2 separate regions of the Mus musculus genome follow, and region 2 is linked to region 1. Evidence: chromatin contacts called from public promoter capture Hi-C data. All regions are on one chromosome and are shown on one strand. The core of a region is the stretch at or near the end of the contact, and the rest is flanking DNA. Distances in the headings are between cores, read along the strand shown.

The links. Promoter capture Hi-C pulls out the DNA fragments that hold promoters and counts their contacts.
Region 2: a promoter capture Hi-C map of hippocampal neurons shows a contact between it and region 1, with 3 times the contacts expected there. The contact joins the enhancer-like site here to the promoter of Tmc3 in region 1. A contact is called at or near these places in 7 of 39 promoter capture datasets (the C10 cell line, hippocampal neurons, liver and 2 more), 1 of 484 Hi-C or Micro-C datasets (trophoblast stem cells), 1 of 115 datasets of contacts at active chromatin or transcription factors (pancreatic cancer cells) and 2 of 9 other capture datasets (adipose tissue and liver).

Annotation. Positions count from the first base shown.
Region 1 is chr7:83,583,062-83,587,872 of GRCm38.p6, forward strand. Tmc3 (transmembrane channel-like gene family 3) reads left to right here and starts at 1,870. Exons shown (of 23, transcript NM_177695.4): 1 at 1,870-2,119; 2 at 3,225-3,371. The coding sequence starts at 2,031.
Region 2 is chr7:83,865,760-83,870,570 of GRCm38.p6, forward strand. No RefSeq gene overlaps it. Among named protein-coding and RNA genes, the nearest start is that of Tlnrd1, 16 kb to the right of the region's middle. Within about 2 kb of position 2,627, at least 10 of the 459 cell types and tissues checked have an H3K27ac peak or open chromatin away from gene starts, as enhancers often do. A contact at or near this core is called in hippocampal neurons, where this site is marked.

The DNA of each region.
Region 1 (4,811 bases), core at 620-3,119:
ATAGGGGTTCACACACAGGACCGTAAGGACCAACTGTCAAGAGCCTCGTCCACATGTCCCTAGCAGAAGTCTGGGGACTTCAAACCATAGAAACCACAAAGAGCACCCTACAAATGACATTATGTGAAATACTTTTATTTAAATTTATTGCACACTTCAAAATAGCCAGAAATTGGGATTTTCTAATGTTCCTAACACAAGGAAATGCTAAATACTTCAGACCACAGGTTTGCTCATTAGTCTAATTTGGCTCTGTTTACACTTTATTGTATATCACCATAATACACAATACCTTTAAATATGTACAATCTTGTGTCAATTAAAAATAATTTAAAGTTAACATTATTTTAAAATTCATTTTCTCAATAGCCACAGTAACATATTAAAACAAATGTAAGGAGAGAATTAAGAGTTCTCTTTTGCCTCTCACCAGTTTTTACTTGTGGCCAATAGAAGGAGTTATTGCTATAATAAATTAAAAGAAAAATAAATGAAAAATAAATGAACAAATGAATGAGACCCTCTCCCATTCCCACACTTTGTGGTTGTCTGTGCCTTCCTTCTGCTCTGTTGTCTGGGGCACTGCCCTGACCTCTGCTCATGTAGAGTTCTTAATGTGGGCAAGACAGAGTGTTCAGCAGAGCTGAGCCATGCTTTCTAGCACTGCATTAGCCTGCTCAGCTACACACAAGTGTGTTAACTCCCTGCAAGCAGCCAGGGCTCTGGGTGTTCACTAGCAAACAGGTTTGTAATTCCCAAGTGCACCAAAGGCCTTGGCCGGGGATAAGATGTTTGGCTAAAAAGCCAGTGTACAGCTAACAAAGGAAACATGCAGGCGATAAGGGAATGGGCCCCATTTGGCCTTTGTATGGGCAAGATGCCACATTTTCTAAAGCTATACATTTTTTGACCTCCAACATACATGGATTTCCAGAGTCTTGTTTTCTAAGCATTTCTGAGAGAGAGAGAGAGAGAGAGAGAGAGAGAGAGAGAGAGAGAGAGAGAGAGAGAGAGAGAGAGAGAGAGAAACGAGAACCATGTATAGAGGATAGAAGAGGTTCCCTGGAGCTTGAGTTAGAGGTGGTTAGTGGGCTGAACTTAGGTCCTCTGCAAGAGTAGCAAATTCTTTTAATTTATGGGACATTTCTCCAGCCCTGAGATGAAAATAAAATAATATGAAATAAATAAAAATCTTAATTTTTCTCAAACTCAGCTTTATGGGTCATTATGCATACTGATATGTCCATACTTAATACATGTAAGACTAGAACTAAAGTAATCCCGTTTTTTGTTACTAGAACATGGAAGTCTTGAAGGTTGAAACATCATTATTTCTAGAGTTTACTGGTTTCTAAGCATTTGTTAGGTAGCAGGTAGGTAGGTAGCAGGGAAAACATGGGTGGTACTGAGACAACTGTGGCAACATGTAAATGGTTAATGCTTGAAAGTAGCCAGAGGTTCATGGTACTGTGATGTCAACATTTCTGTAAGCTTGACATCTTTCAAAGTACAAAATCAAAAAGATGTAGAGGGAGAAAAGAATAGAGTGCTATTGTCTGTGCCTGGATAGGCAGTGCACTTGCTGTCTCTAAGTCTCTTCTGGAGAGACCCACCACACCCTGCCTCCTATGCTCCTAAAGTGTTTAGCAACTGCCAGCTGTAGTCAGATGTAGAGGAGTTTGCAAGTCTTTGAGCCCTGTCTGGGCACAAGAGATTACTGATGGACTTTAGGAAGAACCAAGACAGCCCTAGGCTACTGGGCCACGCCTCCAACTGTCCCGATCTTAGCCAATCAATGTGAACACACCCACCTCACTGTTACATATGTATGACCCTGGCTGCCCTCCTGGTTTTTCTGCCCTGAGCACCAGATGCAGGCAGACATTTGCTCCTGTTTCTGAAGGAGGAGAGCAGGTCAACTCTGCAGGCCTCTTTCAGACAGCTCATTTGGAACAGAACCCTGCCTGCAAAATCAAGGCTTTCCAATTCCCTGGCTATCCCTAGGGACCATTGGCTACAGACCAGGCCTCATGAAAACCTCAAAGGCATCCCAGCGCTACAGAAGCATTCGGAGAAACGCCAGCCAGTGTTATCTCTACCAGGACTCCCTGCTTCTTGGGTGAGTGCCTTGCTGGGTTCTCCAGTGCAGAAACTTACTTCTCTGGGGTCATGAGGAACTGGGGTGGCGACCACAGCAATGCTCAGAGAGGAAGACAGTTGCAAGCTCCCAGCTCCAAAGCCTGTATCCTGCACTTATTTTGTTGCCTGCCAATTCCACACATGGGCTTCATCTGCTTCTCCCTGCTTCCTCAATTGCTAGCGTCGGAAGAGAGCAGACAAGCCATCTGCTGCCTCTGATAAATCAGGTGTCTGCTGGAAAACGCTTCTGAGCACGGGGATGTGGGCGGGGATGAGAACTGAACGTCTTAGGTGTGTTTCGGGAAGATTTTCTGTTAAATACTGAAACCTCCTCTAACTCTAGAGAAATTTTCCTTTGAGGAAATAAAAGACTTCCTGATCAAAATGAGAGGAAATGTGTTCTTTTGCAAAAGCCATAGGTTACTCATCTCCTTAAAAAAATATTGAGTTACATATTTAGAATTACTATGGAAGAAAGTCCCTGTTAAATGTTGAAAAATTGTTCTACACAGTAGCTATGCCCTAAGGAGTTTGCCCAATGCAGTCATTTAACGCATTTTGTTGTTGTTGTTGTTGTTGTTGTTGTTTGTAAAAACCACTGCCTGCCTCACCTCTTATCTTGTGTTTAAAATGAACACAACAGAGAGGCATCTCCAGGCAACACAGGCCACATGTTTGTTTCTTTTACCTTTAGAGTGGGAGAAAGAGGAATTGTGTCTCCAAGCTTTGCTCCTCACCTCAGTGAGCCTATAGATGACATTGTGTCCCTTCTCAAAACTACTGTTCCTCAAAAATGGAATCAAATGTGGGAATTCCTCTTCTCCTCTCTCCTTTGCTGTCGTTTGCCATGAGAACTTATTCCTTTTCACTGACCACTGAAGTAATAGAATCTACAAATGAGTTTCTAAGGACTGCTGACATTACCAAATTCTGTCAGTCTATGGACACAAACACACACACACACACACACACACACTACAGATGACCCTGGGACAGTGAGATGCAGAAGTTACACAAGAAAGATGCCCTTTGCTGAAAGCAATTCTGTAATCAGATTTCCTCCATGATTCCCCTTTTCCACCCAGTAACTCCGATGACAGCTTTAATGCTGATGAAACGGGAGACAGCAGTGATCCGGAACAAATCTTCCAGAATATACAGTTTCAGAAAGATCTCATGGCAAATATCCGCTGCAGACCCTGGACCATGGGGCAGAAACTGCGGGCACTGAGGTAAGGAAGGGCCTACACAGCATTCACTAATAAGAGTTTTGATTCAAGAACTGTGACCATCCTGCATCTCACTCAGAGAAGTTCCAAAGATGCTTGATGGGACCATCTAGACATAGCTGTTATAGTGCCTGTGAATATGTGCGCGCGTGTGTGTGTGTGTGTGTGTGTGTGTGTGTGTGTGTGTGTGTATGTGGTTTGTGTGTGAGGGTGTGTGAGTGTGGGTATTGTGTGAGTGTGTGAGAGTGTGCTGTGTGCATGAGAGTATTGTGTGTGGTATGTGTGTATGTGTGTGTATGTGTATATGTGTGATGTTAGGTGTGTGTATGTGTGTGTGATGTGTGTGCATATACTTATGTGTGTGGTGTGTACATATGCTTGTCTGTGTGTGTGTGTTTGTGTGATGTTATGTGTGTGTATGTGTGTGTGATGTGTGTATACACTTATGTGTGTGGTATGTGCATATGTTTCTCTCTCTCTCTCTCTCTCTCTCTCTCTCTCTCTCTCTCTGTGTGTGTGTGTGTGTGTGTGTGTAGTGTAGTGTATTATATTGTTTCCGTAGAGTTTAGAGTTGCCCATATTTTTTCCAAACACTGGATTTTCACATTGTCTCCAAACTCACAGGAGACAGGGTGAGAGCCAGAATCAAAGAGACTTCTACTTCACGTCCTTGCTTTTATCTCCCTAGGGAAGGAAATCTCTTCAGGAAGCCAGGTTATTAGGATATTTGAGTCTATTAGAGAGTCTGTCTCAGTCATAGTTAAGTGCTTATACTTTGAAGGCAGATTCCCTGAACTCAAATACTACCTCCTCAGATCTCTAGCTGTTTGATATTGGGCAAGTTCCCTAACCTCTCTAGATGTAGGTCCTCTGGTTAAAGCTGAAGCAATGATAAACAACAGTGTTGCCCAAAATGTCAACAGCTCAGCTAAATATGCCTTCAAAAACACTGTCTGTGCAGTCCCGCAGACCCAATGGGAGATGAACCCAGCCTCCCCAGCCCTCTCCCACCTCTCATCTCTGTGATACTGGGGTTAGAATCCAAGGCTTCCCACACAGTAGTCCACACTCGACCACTGGATTATATTCCTGGCCCCTAGCATTTTAAATATTCAATTCAGCTTGATCCTTATGTCCACTCAACCTTGAACTTTGCAAATTTAAGCTTATGGAACAATAAATGTGCTAAGTACTGTGGGTGCTAGCTTTGTGTTCAATATGTGATATTCACACCTAAGAACAGGGATGACTGCCACTGACCCCATAAGGGGTGTTGGTGGCATGGTCTTCATAACCCAGGTAACCCAGCTACAGTGAACCCGGAGTGCACGTTCCTGGGAAAGCAGCCCCCATGTCTGATGTCAGGCACCTACTCTGTGCTCAGAACTGCTGTCACGCCTTGCTCTTCAGGGTGGTATTTCTAGGTGTCAGTGTGTGTCCCTT
Region 2 (4,811 bases), core at 1,377-3,876, 280 kb after region 1:
GTTCAGTGTCTTCCTAGATAACTTTCCACCTTGTGTTTGGAGACAGGAACTTGGAGCTCACCATCTTAGCTAGATTGACTGGCCACTATCCCCCTAGGATCCCTGTCTCGTCCCTCTCCCTGCAGCACTGGACTACAGACGATGAAGATGACGAAAACAACGAGACGACGACGACGACAACTGGCCTTTATGTGAGCTTCCAATATTCAAATGCGTGTCCTCACATTTGTACAATGAGCACTTAACCCGCCCACTGAGCCATCTTCCCAGCCTCATAATTATATTTTAATTGCATCTCAATTAAATTCTTGTTGACAAAAATGAGAAAATATTAAGGAAAAAGGCCACAAAATCATTTGTAAAACAAGTCGCTAGGTGTGATGTTTCAGACCATCAGAAATGTTTCTTTGCTTCCCTTCACCTTTGAAATTATCTCTTAAAACACTGCAGGTGGGACTGGAAAGGTGGCTCCACAGTTAAGCATGGCTCTTGCTCTTGCAGAGGACCTGGGTTCAGCTCCCAGCACCCACATTAGGCAGCTCACAGCTACCTGGTATTCCAGTGCCCAAGGATCCAGGGTTCTCTTCTGGCTTCCTCAGAAACCTGCATACACATGATGCACATAAACACAGGCAGGCACACATGTGCATGAATAAACTTTCACATGTATGCAAAAATCTTTAAAACAGTCACAAGACAAGGCAGAAAGGCAGAGAAATTTAAGGGGCCACGGGAAGGGAAAGAGGCCTGCAGCCCAGGGACCTAGCTGATGGGTCCTGTTGAACGAGGGAGGGTCAATGAACTTCAATGTAACCAGCAAACTGACTTACAGAGACAGTGTTTGTCCTCAGACAGACATCTCAGACAAGGTAGGGCCACATTATTTGTGCCTCTACTTGCACTGTGCTAACCATCTTCTCTCAGATCCTAAACCCAAGCAACGTACTTCATCAAGCCACCTTCTAAATTAATTTACAAAAGGAAATTCTTAAAGAAAACATGTAAATAAGCCTTTTTAAACATAATTTTATTATCCGTTTGTGTAGGGATACGGGTACGTGTGTATGTTCGTGTATGTGTGAAGAGACTTGTATATTTGCATACACGTGAAGGTCATGGGTCACCCACCAGTGTCATTCTTCTGTCCACCTCAGTTTTTGAGACAAGGGCTTTTATTGCAACCTGGAATTCACCAACTGGGCTAGGCTTACTAGCCAACAACCCCAAAGTTGCTTCCTATTTCTTCTTCCCGCCCATGCTGAGATTATGTCTAGCCCTTTTGCATAAGGCCTTCATGACACTTGTCAAACACTTCACTGAGCTATTTCTCCAGCCCCACCCTCTTTTACTTAAATGTTTAAACTTGACTTAATCATTATAATACTGTAAAGTATAACTTTTAAACAGTGCAAATTAGGATGACGAAGAGTCATCTCTAGCCGTTATAAAGACACCCAAGGTAACTCTCAGAAGTATGTGCTCAGATCTGAGTGTGTACTGAAGTTCTCCTAAATACCCCATCCACCCACCCCAAACTTAAATCTAAAGTGTTTTTTGGTTACTTTATTGTGTTCTTATATCTAACACCTTTTCCACTCCAATCCCTTCCAACCCTACAACATTAGGTAGGTGAGAAAGGAGGTCAGAGGGGAAAGGGGGTGTTGATCTCTCTTGTTGATTAAGGGTGTCGAGTTCCTTGCAGCAAGTTTGACCTTCTCGGTCAGGATATCCAATTTCTTCTTCTGTCTTTGCTCTGATCACTTGACAAACTGCAAAAACAGCCACCAGCAGCAACAGGGGGAGCAGCAATCTCAGCAGCCTCTCAGGCTGTGGCACTTTTGTACCCTCTCAAGACCAGAATCCCAAATACAGAGGATCTTCAACTGGCAAAATCACTCCCCTCCCAGAGAGTGAGACAAATCATAGTCTGCTGCTGTGGACTATCCAAGGCAGCCCCATATCCCACACCTAAGACTAAATCAAAAACATATTCATATAACATAACTGGATTCTTAAAGAAACCCAAATTCTCGATACAAAAAACTGTACTATCATCTTTACAACAAACACTCTAACTTCACTTCACCCTGGTTCAACCTAAGATTCTTTTCTTACGCCGTAGCCAAGGCTCCAGCTTTGCTTGAGGGGGGTCCCCTAAGAGAGCCGGCTGCTCCATAAGCTACTGATAGGGTGCTGAGCCTCAGCACTGTCAGCACAATAGCACCAACTCAAACAAACCTAGGGCTCAGGATAGTTTCATGGACCCCTAAGGCTAATGGTTCCCAGACTAGGCTTTCTAAGTAAAGTAATACATTCCTTTCGCTGCTAAATATATCAAAATTAGGTTGCTATTTTTCTAATGGAAGAGAGATTTTACAAATGACAACTACTGCTACTATTTCCATAAGATAACCTCTCGTGAAAGATGGGGGTAGGGTATACTCTTAGAATAAGAATTCTATGAAGGTACTTGAGTACATTATAAGTAGCTGCTGACATTTCACAATGTTCTTTTCCATTCTGCCCAGACATGAGATCTTTGTCATGGATATGCTCTGATCGTCAGCCAACATCTTGGAACCACTGTTCTGGGTGACAATTAAGGCCAACTCCCTATTCCCCAGAACATTATGTAACATCCAAAGGCTTCCAAATTGTACCAGAAGGTAAAGCTTCTAAGCAATGCTGTCACCTAAAGACATGCATGGAGTTGCAGCCTACAAATTCTGTTGCTTCTTTCTGCACGGCAGTACCAGGCAGGCATCACCACTCAGCCAGCTCATCTTTACAGAAGGCATCTATTTCCCAAAGCTTCAGTGTTAAGGAAAATAACGAAGCTAGGGCCCACGGTTGTCAATATCCACTCACAGCATCAGAAGCTATATGCTCAGCTGACACTGTCCCCAGCTGTTGGAATAAAGCTATCCCTCTGTCCCCAACACCACACACACACACAAACACACAGAGTCTGCTACAACTCCCTCACCATCTCGGAGCCCAGATTGTTGTAGTGACCTATAGAATGCCTGGCCCAGTTGCCGTGACAACAGAACACAGTGGGATTCTAGGTCTATAGCAAATGTATAGGACTGTTACTATTCCCTGGAGGGGCAAAGGGAGATCATAGAACTGAGATAGTAGTCACCTCTCTTTCTGTCCCTCCCAGTTGCACATGATCTTGGGAAGTTCTCAGTATTTAAGAAATGCAAGGTTAACTGAAGGTAGGATTTCATGATGCAGTTTTATATGAGATCATCATTGCTAAGGTGGGGCTTTGCAGTGATGCCACTATTCTGGTGTCACCCACACTTTATAAACTAACCATCATGCTCCTGTAAGTAAGATCATTGGTTTGTCAATAAATGAGATTATTGGTAATCTAGGCTTGGCTAGAATTGTTCCTTTGATCTGACATCAAATTCTCTATCTGGGGTGAACAGACAATCTGTTCATGTGTCCCCAGGAAAAATCAATCACACAACACCAACATGACCCTCTTTTCCCTCTAAAGGTGCATAAACTTCTCTCCCTGAGAATAAGTCACCAACAAAAATCACAATAATGTGTCAATTTCAAGTAGTGGGTGTATAGATTATCTGGGAAACTAATGTGACATCTTCCTTCCAGTGGGGGTTGGGAGGATGGGCAGCGGCAGAGAAAGACTCAAAACTGATATTCATAGAGATAGTAAAGATAAAGACCAAGACCAAGGGGTGATTCAAAGGACTCTGGACAGAGATTTCTGTCACAGTCTATGTAGCTCCTCCAAAACAACAACAACAATAATAATAACAACAACAACAACAAAACAACAACAACAACAACAAAACAGATTTGCCAGGCACAGTAGTGCAAGTCTTTAATAGCATTTGAGAGGCAAAGACAGGTGATCTCTGATGTCAAGGCCAGCTGGGTGCCCACAGCAAGTTCCAGGACATCCAAGGGTACATAGAGAGACCCTGCCTCAAACAAAACAAAACAAAACAAAACAAACAAAAATGCCACAGACATTCCTGAGCCTTGCAGGACTTGAGATGATTGTAGCCAGTACTGGAAAGCAGGTTATAGCAGAAGCTTTGATTCTAGTAAGGAATGGTGCATTTGCATCACTGATGCTCAGCCTCAAGGAAGTTTCCAGAAACTGTCAGCCTAAATGTATATTCAGGCTGCTGGGGGAAGGGGCCCTGAATATCTAGATATCCAGACAGCCCTGTGACAAGAGTGAGGCATGGAGATATGTTTGGGCTTCCCTCAGGGCAGGTGATCAGCTAAGTGGCCTGGCCTTTGGATGCTGTGCACGAATATCCAGAGCCTAGGACACTGATGCATGACTTTCCCTGCGGACTCTATTTCTATTCACTCCAGATAGGGAGGGCCAGGGCACATCAAACAAATCTAAATCCAGCCTAGTGAGCCCATGAGTTTAATTGGGATTGTTTAAGGACAGCTACACCACCAAAGAATTCCCCCCCCACCCCAACCCCCTTCCCTGCCCGCTAACAATTGTTAACTGTTTTTATATCCTTGGGATGGCTGGGACTGAGGAGACATGGTCTCTCCTTTCCTGGAATGTTAGTGAGCCCAGTGAGGGTGGTCTCACGTGGCAACCAGGGCTCAGACAACAGATCATTCCAGCACAGTGGCCCCTGCAGAAGAGACACTCTTAAAAAAAGGGACAGTGTTCCCTTTTTGGACAGTCAATTAACATGCGCATTTCCTGGCTTCCCTTCACTGTTTCTATAAAATTCTATCACTATGGAGAAAAGCCAGAGAACTCTGGAATCTCTCTTTTTATACTTTGGGCAAACTGT